Regions from separate parts of the Mus musculus genome. Here region 1 is linked to region 2. Evidence: chromatin contacts called from public Hi-C data. All regions are on one chromosome and are shown on one strand. Each heading gives the region's core, a stretch centred on a gene start, on an enhancer-like site or on the middle of the called end of the contact. The rest is flanking DNA. Distances are from core to core; before and after follow the strand shown.

Region 1 (6,469 bases), core at 3,750-6,249, 690 kb after region 2:
AGAGAAAGTACCTAAGGAGCTGAAGGGGTTTGCAGCCCCATAGGAGGAACAACAATATGAACTAGCCAGTACCCCCAGAGCTCCCTGGGACTAAACCACCAACCAAAGAAAACACATGGTGAGACTCATGGCTATAGCTGCATATGCAGCAGAGGATGGCCTAGTCGGCCATCAGTGGGAGGACAGGCCCTTGGTCCTGTGAAGTTTCTATGCAACAGTAAAGGTGAATGCCAGGGCCAGGATGGGTTGGTGAACAGGGGGAGGGGGATATGGGGGTTTTCGGAGGGGAAAGCAGGAAAGGGGATAACATTTGAAATGTAAATAAAGAAAATAGCTAATAAAAAAAGAACATTTAAAATAAGAAGAGCACAAGGAGGAGATAAAATTTAGACTAAGTCAAAGAAATCAGTCTTGGTACCAATTAAAAGCTAAAGACAGATGAAGAAAAAAAATTGTCACTAGGGGCTGACCTAGGGGACCATGGCAAACAGGGACAGTGTTATGGGTAAGTTATAGAGGCCAAGAAGAGAAGCCAGAAGCGAAAATGTTTGAGGCATCAGTGAGGTAGGATGAGGGGTCTGTACTTACTCAGCATTCAGGCTAGTAAGTCATGGACCCAGAGCTGGAACTGAGGCTGCAAACACTATCCCAAATCCTGTAATTGCACTTGCAGAGTAAAGCGGATAATATACAAAGGAAATGAAACGATTTGACGAGGGCAATGGCCTTAGTTCCTTGGCTTTCACAGTGCTTCGGGTAGAGTTTATTTCCTTAATAAAGGCAATGGTTAGCAAAACTCATCCCTTAGGCTATAGCTCTTGTATTGTGAAAAATCAGAAGCTTATGGAAAATCCTGGTAGGTTGTAATATGTACACAATATCATATCGGAGGTAATATTTGACAATATCTGAAGAGATGTTTATTGCTTGCCATAATTCCAAAAGAATATTCCAGAAATTTAGTGGATACAGAACAAGGAGATGCTAAGTATGCGCCAATGAATGGGCCACTATAACAAGAGTTTTTTTCATGGACCACGCCCATAGTACTAAGACGAAGAAACGATAGTTAGGATGGGAGAGATGCTGCAGTAGTGAAGAGGTTTTTCTTTTTTTTATTTTTAATTGAAAAATGTTTTTCCTCACCTAATATATCCTGATAATCACGATTATAGTTTTTTCTCCCTCTACTTTCTCCAGTTTCTCCCCCCCCCCTTCTTCCCTTTCATGCTGATCCACTACCTTCTGTCTCTCATTAGCAAACAAACAAGTTTTATGTGATAATAATAAAATATAATATAATAAGACAAAGCAAAAATAACAAATTAGAACAGAGTAAAATAAACAAATAAGCAGAAGAACCCAAGAAAAGGCACAAGAAACAGATGCAGATGCAGAGACCCATACACTCTGGAATCTCAGAAGAAACACTAAACTCGAACCCATCATATCCACGCAAAGGGCCTGTAGGGTAGAAAGGGAGAACATGTATGCATAAAATAAAATAAAATAAAATAATAAAATAAAAATAAAATGAAAATTAAAAAATGGAAAGACAAGACGAAAGAAAGCAAGACGTTGGCATGGCATTATGAGTCAGGGACCCTCCAAAGATACCATTGCTAATATTCTTGTACAAGACCCAGTGTGGTTCCCAGCAGCCATCAGCAGCTCATAACCATCAGTAACTCCAGGTCCAGGGTAACTGACATCCTCTTCTGACTGTCCCAGATACCAGTCATACATGTTTATACATATGTACATATATGCAGGCAAACTCTCATACATTTAAAATAAATCTAAAAAATGAAGAAAGAAGCACAATGTCTCCCTAAACAAGACCTGAACAAGGATAATGACAATAGATTTGCTAATGTGGAAGAGGGAAATCTCACGGCGGCTGGGGGTAAAGGTGGAATGAGGGAGGGCGCTAAGGAATGTGAGAGAGGGAGAAATTGTCTTCCCCAGCGATGAGAGCAGTAATTGATTATCCAGTACCAAGTGGCCAACCCTGAAATCATACATGCATAATCAATCAATAATGGACTCATCAGGTAGTATTTGCATATTTATGCATTTAAATTGTATACCAAAAATAAAGAGAAAGAGGCTATAGATTCGTGGGGTAGTTGCAGGGGCACATGGGAAGGGTTGGAGGGATAAAAAGAAAGGGAGGAAATGATATAATTCTATTTAGTTAAGAAATAAAGAAGCTGGAGAGATAGCTCAGCAGTTAAGAGCTCACTGTCTGCCTTTCCCAAGGTCCTGAGTTCATTTCCAACAACCATAGGGAACCATCCATAATGTGATCTAGTGCTACCTTTTGACATGTGGGTATACATTCAGATAGAGCACTCATAAAATAAATAAATCTTAAATTTAAAAGAGTTACAAAAAAGAATTAAAAATGAAACTCTCTTATAGGTCAAAAGTATCAATGTTTCACCTCTTTTTATAGGTCACCCCCAAAGCCCCTTAGGGTAGAAAACAAGCATTTCACTAGACAGAATATTCATAAACTGCAATCAGTGATTTCTGTTAAAGTTTAAGCTTGAAAAAACCAGAAATGAGGACGAATGTTTTTGCCATGTTTGTCACAGAATACATATGGGGAATTGCTATGTTCTCAGCTCTTGAAAGGCCTCTTCAACAATGGAATATATCCTGGGCCAGGTTATGTTGACTATAGTGTGCTTATGAATCATTCATAATTGCAGTAAGTAATTTGGTTATTGAGACTTAGTAGTCAGAAAGAAAGGCATAATATTTTATCTCTATTCACCTTGGCATGAAAAATCAAATGAAATTATATCTGAACTAATCTGAAAGATAAAGTCACCATAATTTCATAAAACCTCATTCTTATTTTAATCTTTAAAATATGTTTTATATTGTTGAGTGTTTTGCCTGTATGTACATGTGTATATCACTTGCATGCTTGTTATGGATGATTGTCACCTACTGGGTAGGTGCTGAGAATTGAACCCAGGTCTTCTGGAAGAGCAGCCATGTGTTCTAAACACTGAACCTTCTGTCTAGCACCCCAATTCATGTTTATACTTCACAATATTTAAAGCATTTTCTTCTAGCTACATTCTGTGCATATTAACTTAATAACACTTTGAATTCTAATTTGGAAATGTTAAAGACTAAAATAGCAAACTGACTTTAGACAAAACAAAACTCAGAACGATTCTCAGAGTCCATAGTTTTGTTTGGTAATGGTTTCAGTTGTCTGTGACCCAGATAAGGCTGCATAATAAACAATTACAAAACCAGAGTGTCATAGGGAATTAAGTATTTTATGGCTCACGTGTCTAGAATCAGCTGGGGGCTGGCCAGGAGACTCTGTCTTGGCTTAGTTATCTCAAATATCTTGAGGTTGGCTAGTTGTCAACTAGTTTAAGATACCTTGGCTGAGACTACCAGCTCTGCTTCAAATCTGCCTCTCTTTCTGTAGTCTCCGCATGAGCTTGTTCTCATGGTAAGGATAGAGAATGAGCTTCGGTATATACCATGCCTGCGAGCATTGTCAGTGGTGAAAGGAAGCCATATGGCTAAACCTGGGTTCAAAGGCTGGGAGATCAACACTTGTTTCCACGGTGAATAGATACTTGTTTCCATGGTGAATGGATAAAGTTACACAGTGGAGGATGTGAGAAGATGGGGGGGGGGGGATGATACTGATGTAGGACAGAGGAAATATCAGGGTTGGACATCACCAAGGGATTCTGGAGTTTTAGGTGAATGAATTTATTGTTCGCTACTCTGTATGCCCTTCTTGAAACAAAGTGCCCATGTTATATATGGTTAGAAGGATATAGACAGATATTTTGTTGCCAGGGCTGTGCAAAAGATCTTGCATTAGAGCTTGCCTCTCTATTTTTTCCCCCCAGAATTGATGAGACCCATGGCAGGTTTCTCTACAGTGGATAATCGTAAGGAAAAGTGCCATCACCAGGAAAAGGCAGTTCCATGGGAAGTCTCTCTCTCTCTCTCTGTCTCTCTCTCTGTCTCTCTCTCTCTCTCTGTCTCTCTCTCTCCTCCCATTGGGTGGGGCAAAGTACGTCAAACAGAGGAGATGGTGGCAGCATAAGCTAAGGAGAATCTGGGTCCCTGAATTTGCACAGAGAGTTGTCAGCCAGCCATTACTCACAGCTTGAGCGTAGTGCATGACCTTGAAAGGCAATTTTGTCAAAACACTGGGTAAGGCACGTACCAGATATCTCAGCAGTCAGGAGATTTAGGCAGAAAACAATCATGCCTTTGAGGCCAGCCTGGGCTACGCAGAAAGACAATGCCCATCTTCCTCAATCTTTTCTTTATTTTTATATTTATTACATTAGAAATCACTACACCCATGAACTACTGTGTCGACAATAGAAATATCATCTATTAAAAATTTTAAACCTAAGAATTAAAAGGTGGTCTTTCTGGCATTACCAACCATAAACTTATTCCCCTTTGCAAAGGATGTGTTATTCATTATTAAAAACAAAAAAAAGAAAAGTACAGATTCTACCATCAAAATATAGCTCCACTTTTACTTGTTAGTTAAGTTGTGCTTAGAGAAAATGGTTTAAGCTTTAAACTTCCTTTGGGGAAAGTGGACAGCAATCATTCCGTTCTACAGCTTCACTGTGCTTTGTAAACTGTGGTAGCCACAAACCACATTAGCCCTATGCTGACTTACCTCTAACTGTGTAGTTAAAAACTAATGCAGTCGGGAAAAAAAAGTTATAACACGGAGCATAAGGCTCAGAGTAAATCAGGGCAAAAACAAACATTTGAGACTTTTTTAAGAGCTCCAAACACATAGTGGTATGAAGAGACCACAAAGCCGTTTCACAAATACACAAATGTAACTGTGTTGGGATCTGATAACAGTCTGAGGTTCACTTTCCAACATTTTGACATAAAAAAGGATTTGTATTAACTAAGTCAACTTGAAGAATTTTTATGCCATTTCTAAGAAATTCTGGTTTTTGAAGTTCTAGTACACCAACATCTTGTATTCATTATTTTATTTATGCTTTTTTCCCTATGACTTGAATATTGGTTCAATTATGCAAAGCTTCCAAAAGGAAAGCTTCATATTGAAAACTTCTGACCCTTTTGTGCATTTTATTAACCAATCAAACAAATGTTCGGGGTCTTTGGGGATTTTCTTTTTTCTTTTTCTTTTTTCCGCCTGTGAAATGTTAGACTGTGGTAGATGACGCCCTCTACTGGTCATATGAGGTATAGCCAAGGCGATTTGACTCAGCAATTTCTTTTCTTTCCTGCATAAGAAGAACGAAGAAGTAAAAGCTTAGGAGAAGTAACAGCCCTGGCTGGTTTTAATGCAGATTTGAGTTTTACATTCAATAAGCCCTTTAGCTCAAGAAATGCATTTTTGATCTCACTCCCGTCTGTGTTAATTTAGCTTTTATTTTTAGGGCAAAAATGCAAATTTGGTATAGATTTCATAAAACATGTATTTTGATTATCGAATGTAATACTTGGAACTGTAGTTTTCAAGGTGAGTGCTGTTGAGCACTTCTGCATAACCCATGCCTGGGGTGATAGACCGGCCTTCTGCCCTGAAAAGAGGAACGAAGGTAGATCTTACTACAAGTATCTTTTAACCTTAGGAAGTCAAGCTTGATGGAGATTTACTTTTACAAGTGATGGCTTGTAAATAAAAAACCAAGCATTCCATAAGTGAGCAGTAAGAGGGGATATTCTGTAGCCTAAGCATTCCAGGATTCGGATTGATTTATCATATGATATAAAATTTAAAAAAAATAAAATAAACTTTTCCAGTATTGGGGATTAAACCAAGGTCCTTTGAATGCTAGGCAAGGAGTCTACTGAGCTGCATACTCAAGCTTCTCTGTTCTGTAGTCTAGGTGTGTGTGTGTGTGTGTGTGTGTGTGTGTGTGTGTAGAGGCCTGCCTACCACACATGGGCACCATCATACCCTGGTGGTGTTACGTGAGTAGTAGGGATTGAAGGAAGGTCCTTAGTCCTGTAGCGTGCTGTTTTACTAAATGAACCATCCCTCAATACAGGACTGGAACTACTTGGATTCTCCTGGCACAGCATGCAGAGAGTCTGGGAATAAGAGCATTGCAAACATTGAATTCTGGAAGATTAAAATTTAAGCACACATTGACTTTCAGGCTAACAAGATAAGGAGCAAAAATATTCATTAAGGAAATAAAGACACACTTTCCGTGCCCTTAGAGCTGAACATTCCAGAAAGTTGTCTGCAACTCTTGGCAAGAGAATACTTATCTAGTCCATGTTTTGCTTTGCTTTCTTGAGACAAGGCCTGCCTGTGTGGCTCTGGATGGTCTTGAACCCATGGCAATCCTCCTGCCTCAGACTTCTGAGTGCTGAGATTGTCAGTGTGAGCCACCAAGCCTGGCTTAGATAATTTAAAGTGTTGGAGCAGCTAAGACTAATATCCAAATGGACAGGCAGA
Region 2 (6,790 bases), core at 4,120-6,619:
AAAAACATTGAATCCATGGTAACACCTAGAATTAGACAGAAGGAGAAATCATACCCATAAAGACAACATAATATCAAAATGCCCAAAGATTTAGGATTATATTTTTCAATGCTAGAACCTAAACCTGGAGTCTTGTATGTCCTAGGTTAGTGCTCAGCCACTCTGCAACATGCTCAGCTGTCAGATATTAAATATAGTTTCTCAGCAATTTTATTTCCTGCATCTAATGGGTCCTTTGAGCACAGAATGAAGGAAATCTAATACCAGGGTGGCTCAATCACATTCCCATTATATTAAAGAGAGTCACATGCTCTTGTGGCTTCTTCCAGGAACCTTGTGTACTGTGCTTTATAAATTATAGGTGATATTTTCCAAAAACATCATATTGGGCACACATTATATGTAGATTCTCTTCATTTTACAAAGTATTGTTAGTTTGTTTATCTAAAAGACAAGTTTGAGAGAGTAATTACGCTGGATTGTCTGCCTCTTTTTCGTTCTCTGAGACAAAAATACATAGCTGCCTAACTAATTGAATGTTCTTCTCCCAGAGATCCAGATATACAAGATAGACAGCCACAACTTCTGAAAGTCCCAGATCAGCATTTGTGAGACATGGGCTTGAGAAGAATTGAGATAGTACATTTCCATAGGCTAGCCTAAACCACTCTGGCACACTGTGAATCACGATACTATTAAGTTCACACATGATGAACCATCATTTTACTAACTGTGTGTATTTAACAAAACACACATAATTTGCTAGAGCAAAAAATTGTTTGCTATAAATACATTAATGCTTGATGTTTTTATTAATTGTTTTGAAGACTGAAGAGTTGATTCAGTGGTTAAGAGAACTTACAGCTATTCCAAAGGACCCAACTTCAGTTCCCAGTTCCCAGTTCCCAGTTCCAAGTTCCAAGTTCCCAGTTCCCAGTTCCCAGTTCCCAGTTCCCATGTGGACTTTCACAGCTACCTGTATCTCCAATTCCAGGGTATCTGATACTCTCTTTTCTGGCTTCCAAATGTATCTAACATGCACAAAATGAACATACTTAAATGCAAGGAAAATATCCACATGTCCAACAAATAAATAAATGGATAGATAGATAGATAGATAGATAGATAGATAGATAGATAGATATTTTTAAAGTTTATTATTTGTTTGGAAGTCTAACATATAGAATAATTGTAAATTCACTTGGAATATTGGATTAAATTTAAGGAGAATTTGCTCTTAAGAAAGAAAATAGACAGCAGAAAATCACATCAAGTAAGTCAAGCCCATGTGAAGACATTGGGTCAAAGCAATTAGTTAAGAGATAAAACAATGACTTACAGATCCCCAAGGAACAATTCACAATGGAATATCAGCAGCAGTAAGCCATGATTACAAGCTACTGAGAGCCACTCACTACAAAACTTTAAGGAGAAATGGTATCATATGGCTAAGAAAGCAGTAACCATAGAGAGAGCAAGCAGCAAAAGACAATCCTAATAAACTAAATAGTTAAACATTTATCTCAAGAAAGCCGATAGGTAATAATAATAAAAGAATAAGTAACTAACTAGGAGGTGGACAAAAGAAAAGGAACATTGTCCCTTTATGTGGCTTAGCTTCCTTGTTTAGCTCTGTAAAAGAGTCTATATACAGGTTTTTTGTCTTTTTTTTTTTTTTTTTTAAGAGGAAGAATCCACAGATGGCCCCTAGGAAGACTAGTGAACAGATTTGTCTTACAGCAGAGTAGAAATCAGCACTAATGTATTATTGGGTTCATGGTGTAGCAATCACTGTGGTGGTTTGAATAGGAATGGCCCACATAGACTCATGTATTTGAATGCTTGGCTCCTAAGGAATAGCACTATTAGGAGTTATGGCCTTGTATGTATAGCTTTACTGGCAGAAGTATGTCACTTTGGGAAAGGACTTTGAGGTTTCATATGCTCAATAAAGCTCTTGTGTGGCATTCACTTCTGCTGCCAAATTAGAAAGAAAGAAAGAAAGACAGACAGAGAGAGAGAGAAAGAGAGAGAGAGAGAGGGAGGGAGGGAGGGAGGGAGGGAGGAAAAAAGGAAGGAAGGAAGGAAGGAAGGAAGGAAGGAAGGAAGGAAGGAAGGAAGGAAGGAAGGGAAAGAAAAAGAAAGAAAGAAAGAAAGAAAGAAAGAAAGAAAGAAAGAAAGAAAGAAAGAAAGAAAGAAAGAAAGAAAGAAAGAAAGAAAGAAAGGGAGAGAAGAGAGAAAAGAAAAAGCAAGGGAGATACAGTGGATGGGGTTAGAACAAGGAAAGGAAAAGGGCTAAAGGTATAATATTTTTAAATTCAAAATAAATTTTTGAAAATGAAAAAAAACAGTCTGTTACACAAATGCTTTAAATTTTCATATTGTAAAAGCAGAATTTGAAAAATAAACCCTACCAACATTTAACAACAAAAATAAAGATATAGACATCAAGCTATTTCTCCAGCATCATGACTCCGGCGTAACACCATGCTTCCCACCAGGATGATAAGAGCCTAAGCCTCTGAAACTGTAAGGCAGACCAACTAGATAAGATAATCACTTTCTCATTAAAATAAGACATAGATGCCTATGCTGAAGTTGACTGAAGTCGTGGGCTGGAGGACAATAGAGAAAGTTCTGGTACTGTGTAGAAATTTGGAAAAAGGTCAATGACTTGGAAAAAATAAACAAACATGCTTGAAGATGTTATATGGTAACCATTCAGGAATTAAGGCATAGGTAATTATTAAAGAATGGGTTACTGTGTGTTGGGATTCCCCTTGAAAACACAACAAAAAATAACTTACTGTTGTTTAAATCTTACCTTAAATTACATCATACCTATAAATTGCAAAATTCAGATATCAAAATAAATGAGGAGTTACTATTTTGCCACAAATACTCCTAAGAACTCCCCTACATCTACCTGACATTTAGTTTTCAATCCTATTTTTTAAAGGATCATGATTCTGTTTTATAGATTTCTTTTAGCAATTAGGATGTTCTGGTCGTAGAAACGCAAGAAGAATGACTTTGTTGGTATGACTAGCACAAGACCAATACAACACTTTAACTTCTTGCTGACAGGTGCACTTGGCAATCCCACCCAAATTCACTTGGCACACCCTCAGATCTGACACATGCTCTAGGGTTGTTCTGAATGGACGCCTTGTAAAATTTTAATTTTTAAAACCATATTTGGGCAGCTTAAGAGACTCACCACTAGAAATATGTAGAGAGTAACTTCTCTTTATAGATCCCCTTGCATTTTACCATGGTCCTGTCTGCCTCATATCCTTCACAGTTTTGTTTGTTTGCTTGCGAGGTTTGCTCACAAAACTTGGAAAGGTGTCCCTCGGTGATCACCAAGAGCTGTTACTTTTAAGAGGACAATATGAGAATGTAAGCTTAGCAGGACAAGGAGGGAGAAAATGAATGGATTAATTCCAAGTAAGCAGAGGCTGGATACACTGTATACTTGTCTGAAGTGGTTAAAATAAACAGCAATAGTAATTTTACAATGGTATTGACTGTTCATGTTAAATGGACTTTGGCATCAAATACCTATATTCAGCTCTGTTCTGCCACTTATCAGGTGTTAGAAGAGTTACTGTCCTCTTTTGAATCTACTAGGATAATAAAAGTTATATATCATAGAGAATCCCCTATCACTCAGTACTCGTGACATTGTATGGTCTTCTAGCTCTTGTATCATTTGTCTGGAAGTGTAGTGTAGATGGATCCCTGTTGAAGGCTGGCTCCCCTTCATTGCACTCCTTTGGGGGAGCGGGTTACACATTTTTGCTTGAGGCATGTTTCAGGGCCAGACAAAGTACCATGTGGTAATTAGAATCTGTCTCAGCAGCTTAATAAGCTGGGGCTCTTCGCAAAGGAGTGATTATCAAGAAAACCAAGAAGAAAAATAAATTATTGACACTATACAGAGACAAAATGAAATTGTCTTATTCTCATACTATTTTTAAAATTAGATGCCCTGCCTATCTGTTCCTGGGACTACTATACTTGGGCCCGAGACTATTTTCATGACTGGGCTAAATAGCAAGCAGATCTGTCTAGAAAGGCTGGCAAACCTGGTAATGACTTATAGAAGGAGACTGAGGTGCCTGCTTGTCTGAATAACTTTAAGGACTTGGCAGATGGTTCTCAAGGACATGTTAATTGTAGTCCTCAGAAACTGAGACGATAGCTAATGACCTCTGAAGTATGCTTTCGTTCTTGAGTCTATGAGAGTCCAGTCTTCGTTTACCTTACTATGATATATTTTACATATGATGTGAATATGATTCTTTCTAATTGCACAGAACATTACTGCCAAGGATGGCTGTGGATGGGGCTCCTCACTGTCTTCTGTACAAGGCCATAGCCCTGCCTGTTGTTTAAATTAGCCTTTCATGCAACCACTAACTCACGTCTAGTGCTGATTCAAGCCAGAAACAGTAATTTTATTTATATGATGTCTTGCATAGAGAGCAGGCTAGTAAAAGAAAAACAAATCTCAAATGGACAATGGATTAAATCAAAGCTGCTTTGTACTAGGAAGATATCCAGTGCCGTATGGGAGAAACTCTCCGTAGAGGCTTAGAGTGACTCCGACAATATTAATTACCCAGCAGACAGCTTATCCATTCTCAGAGACGTCAGAACAATGCTTAGTAAACTTAAGTCTTAGAGTAATATCGTCCAGCTGAATGGTGCAGAGCACAGCGGCTTTAGCTGTCATGTTGCTGGTTTGGTTTAAAAAAAAAAAAAAGCATTTTCGAGGCAATATTTCAACAGATAGGATCAGTTCAGACAGTTCAAAAGTTCAACATAAACATACTTCATACCTCCTTTCGAGACACTGAAGGAAGGCCGAGTGAGAGAAATACTTACATCTGACTCCATTGGGATGATAAAACACACACAGTGGATTAAATACGTTTAGCTCCTGTCTCCTTTAAGATTCTTTTCCCTTGCCTTATACGTCTAAATGATGTCACTGACAGAAAACTGCATTTTATATCAGAGGTAAAGGAGACTGACTTGATGGTAGGGTTAGCAAAAACATGTTGCCACTTACTGAAAGGAAACCAAAAACCTGCTTCCATGAATGAAGTCATAAGTAATCTTGCCTGACGGGAAGGAGTCAGTTCAAAGTAGTATCTGAAAGGACTCCGGGTTTTTGATGGATTTTAATAACAGCATGAGAGAAAGCTCTTCGCAGTCAAGCGTTATTGCTTTATTCTGTCCACAGGATCTAGCCTTTCACCGTGATACATTTCGCTGGGGCAGAGGAAGGTTCTCCCAGGGAGAAGGACTGTGACAGGGTTGTCTTTGTTCATTCGGGGGTTGGGGGGGGGTGCTGTTGGAAGAGACTGTGTGAATCCATCTTCAGATTTGGCATTTTGATAATGGAAATGAGGGGAATGAAGCAGTGCTGTCTTGGTCTCATTTCTGCGGGATTCACCGTGTTTAGAACAGTAGCGTGTAAGTGGATAGATTTTAGTCTTTAAAGAGTTCAGTGAATGCCTTTCTCTGGTTGGATTGATCGTGGAAAACTTTTAAATCGCTGGCTCTTTATATGCTTTCAGAGTAGCATGGTGAGACTGAGTAGCCGGCTGATGACATAAATGAAATTTCTACTGCACTTCCTGCAGATGGCTTCCTGCTCCTCCTAACCCTATTATCTAATCACCGGGGATGCTATTCTTTGAGTCAGATTGGATTAAAACTGTTGGGAAGTCATTCCAAACAGGCACTAAAAATTCATTTCCATCTTAAAATGCATCCTTGAGCACCAAGCCCAAACATTTGGGAATGTTAAAGAGATGTGTTAGGAAATAGGCTTTTATCTAAAAGCCAGTAGGAAGACAGAGGAATAGAAGCTTATGAGCTAAAGAAAAGTTTAAATCTCATTTAAATCTAATTTAATTTGAAAACAACAACAACAACAAAAGAAGATTTGTTTGTGATTCCATGGAAAGGGCCTTGTAAAGAGATTTGAAGCATTCCTCTGTCTGATTCAAAGAAATGTAACCCTATAAACAGAACAAACTTCAGAAATATTTCAACTTATCACTGCAGTTTGTAGTTACTTATGGAAATGTAAGAACATTAGAAGTAATTGTATCATCAAGAGTGTTATTAGACGCGTTCTCACGACCGGCCAGGAAGAACACCACAGACCAGAATCTTCTGCGGCAAAGCTTTATTTCTTACATCTTCAGGAGCCAGAGTGCAAGAAGCAAGAGAGCAAGAAGCAAGAGAGAGAGAAAACGAAACCCCGTCCCTCTTAAGGAGCATTCTCCTTCGCCTCGGACGTGTCACTCCCTGATTGGCTGCAGCCCATCGGCCGAGTTGACGTCACGGGGAAGGCAGAGCACAAGTAGTCATAAGATACCCTTGGCACATGCGCAGATTATTTGTTTACCACTTAGAACACAGCTGTCAGCGCCATCTTGTAACGGCGAATGTGGGCGCGGCTCCCAACACAAGAGTTCTTCTTCTTCTTCTTCTTCTTCTTCTTCTTCTTCTTCTTCTTCTTCTTCTTCTTCTTCTTCTTCTTCTTCTTCTTCTTCTTCTTCTTCGGATTATGAATGTTTCTGTCAAAGTGGATTCAGAAATATACATATTGTTCAAAGCCTCTTAGAAGTTTTTGTAAAAAATATAGATCTATCATACAATGTTCAAATAAGAAAGAAAAGAAACTTACCTTAAAAGTCAATGGGAAGCAAGGAAGACCGTTTAAATGGTAAGAACACTTGCTGTGCAAGCTATCCAACCTGAGTTT

Evidence for each region. A called contact is a pair of places that touch in the nucleus more often than the background predicts.
Region 1: a contact with region 2 is called in a Hi-C map of the N1E-115 cell line, with 3 times the contacts expected there. The contact joins two enhancer-like sites.

What each region holds. Positions count from the first base shown.
Region 1 is chr10:105,709,827-105,716,295 of GRCm38.p6, forward strand. No RefSeq gene overlaps it. Among named protein-coding and RNA genes, the nearest start is that of Mettl25, 130 kb to the right of the region's middle. Within about 2 kb of position 5,000, at least 12 of the 459 cell types and tissues checked have an H3K27ac peak or open chromatin away from gene starts, as enhancers often do. A contact at or near this core is called in the N1E-115 cell line, where this site is marked.
Region 2 is chr10:105,015,617-105,022,406 of GRCm38.p6, forward strand. No RefSeq gene overlaps it. Among named protein-coding and RNA genes, the nearest start is that of Gm25587, 21 kb to the right of the region's middle. Within about 2 kb of position 5,370, at least 12 of the 459 cell types and tissues checked have an H3K27ac peak or open chromatin away from gene starts, as enhancers often do. A contact at or near this core is called in the N1E-115 cell line, where this site is marked.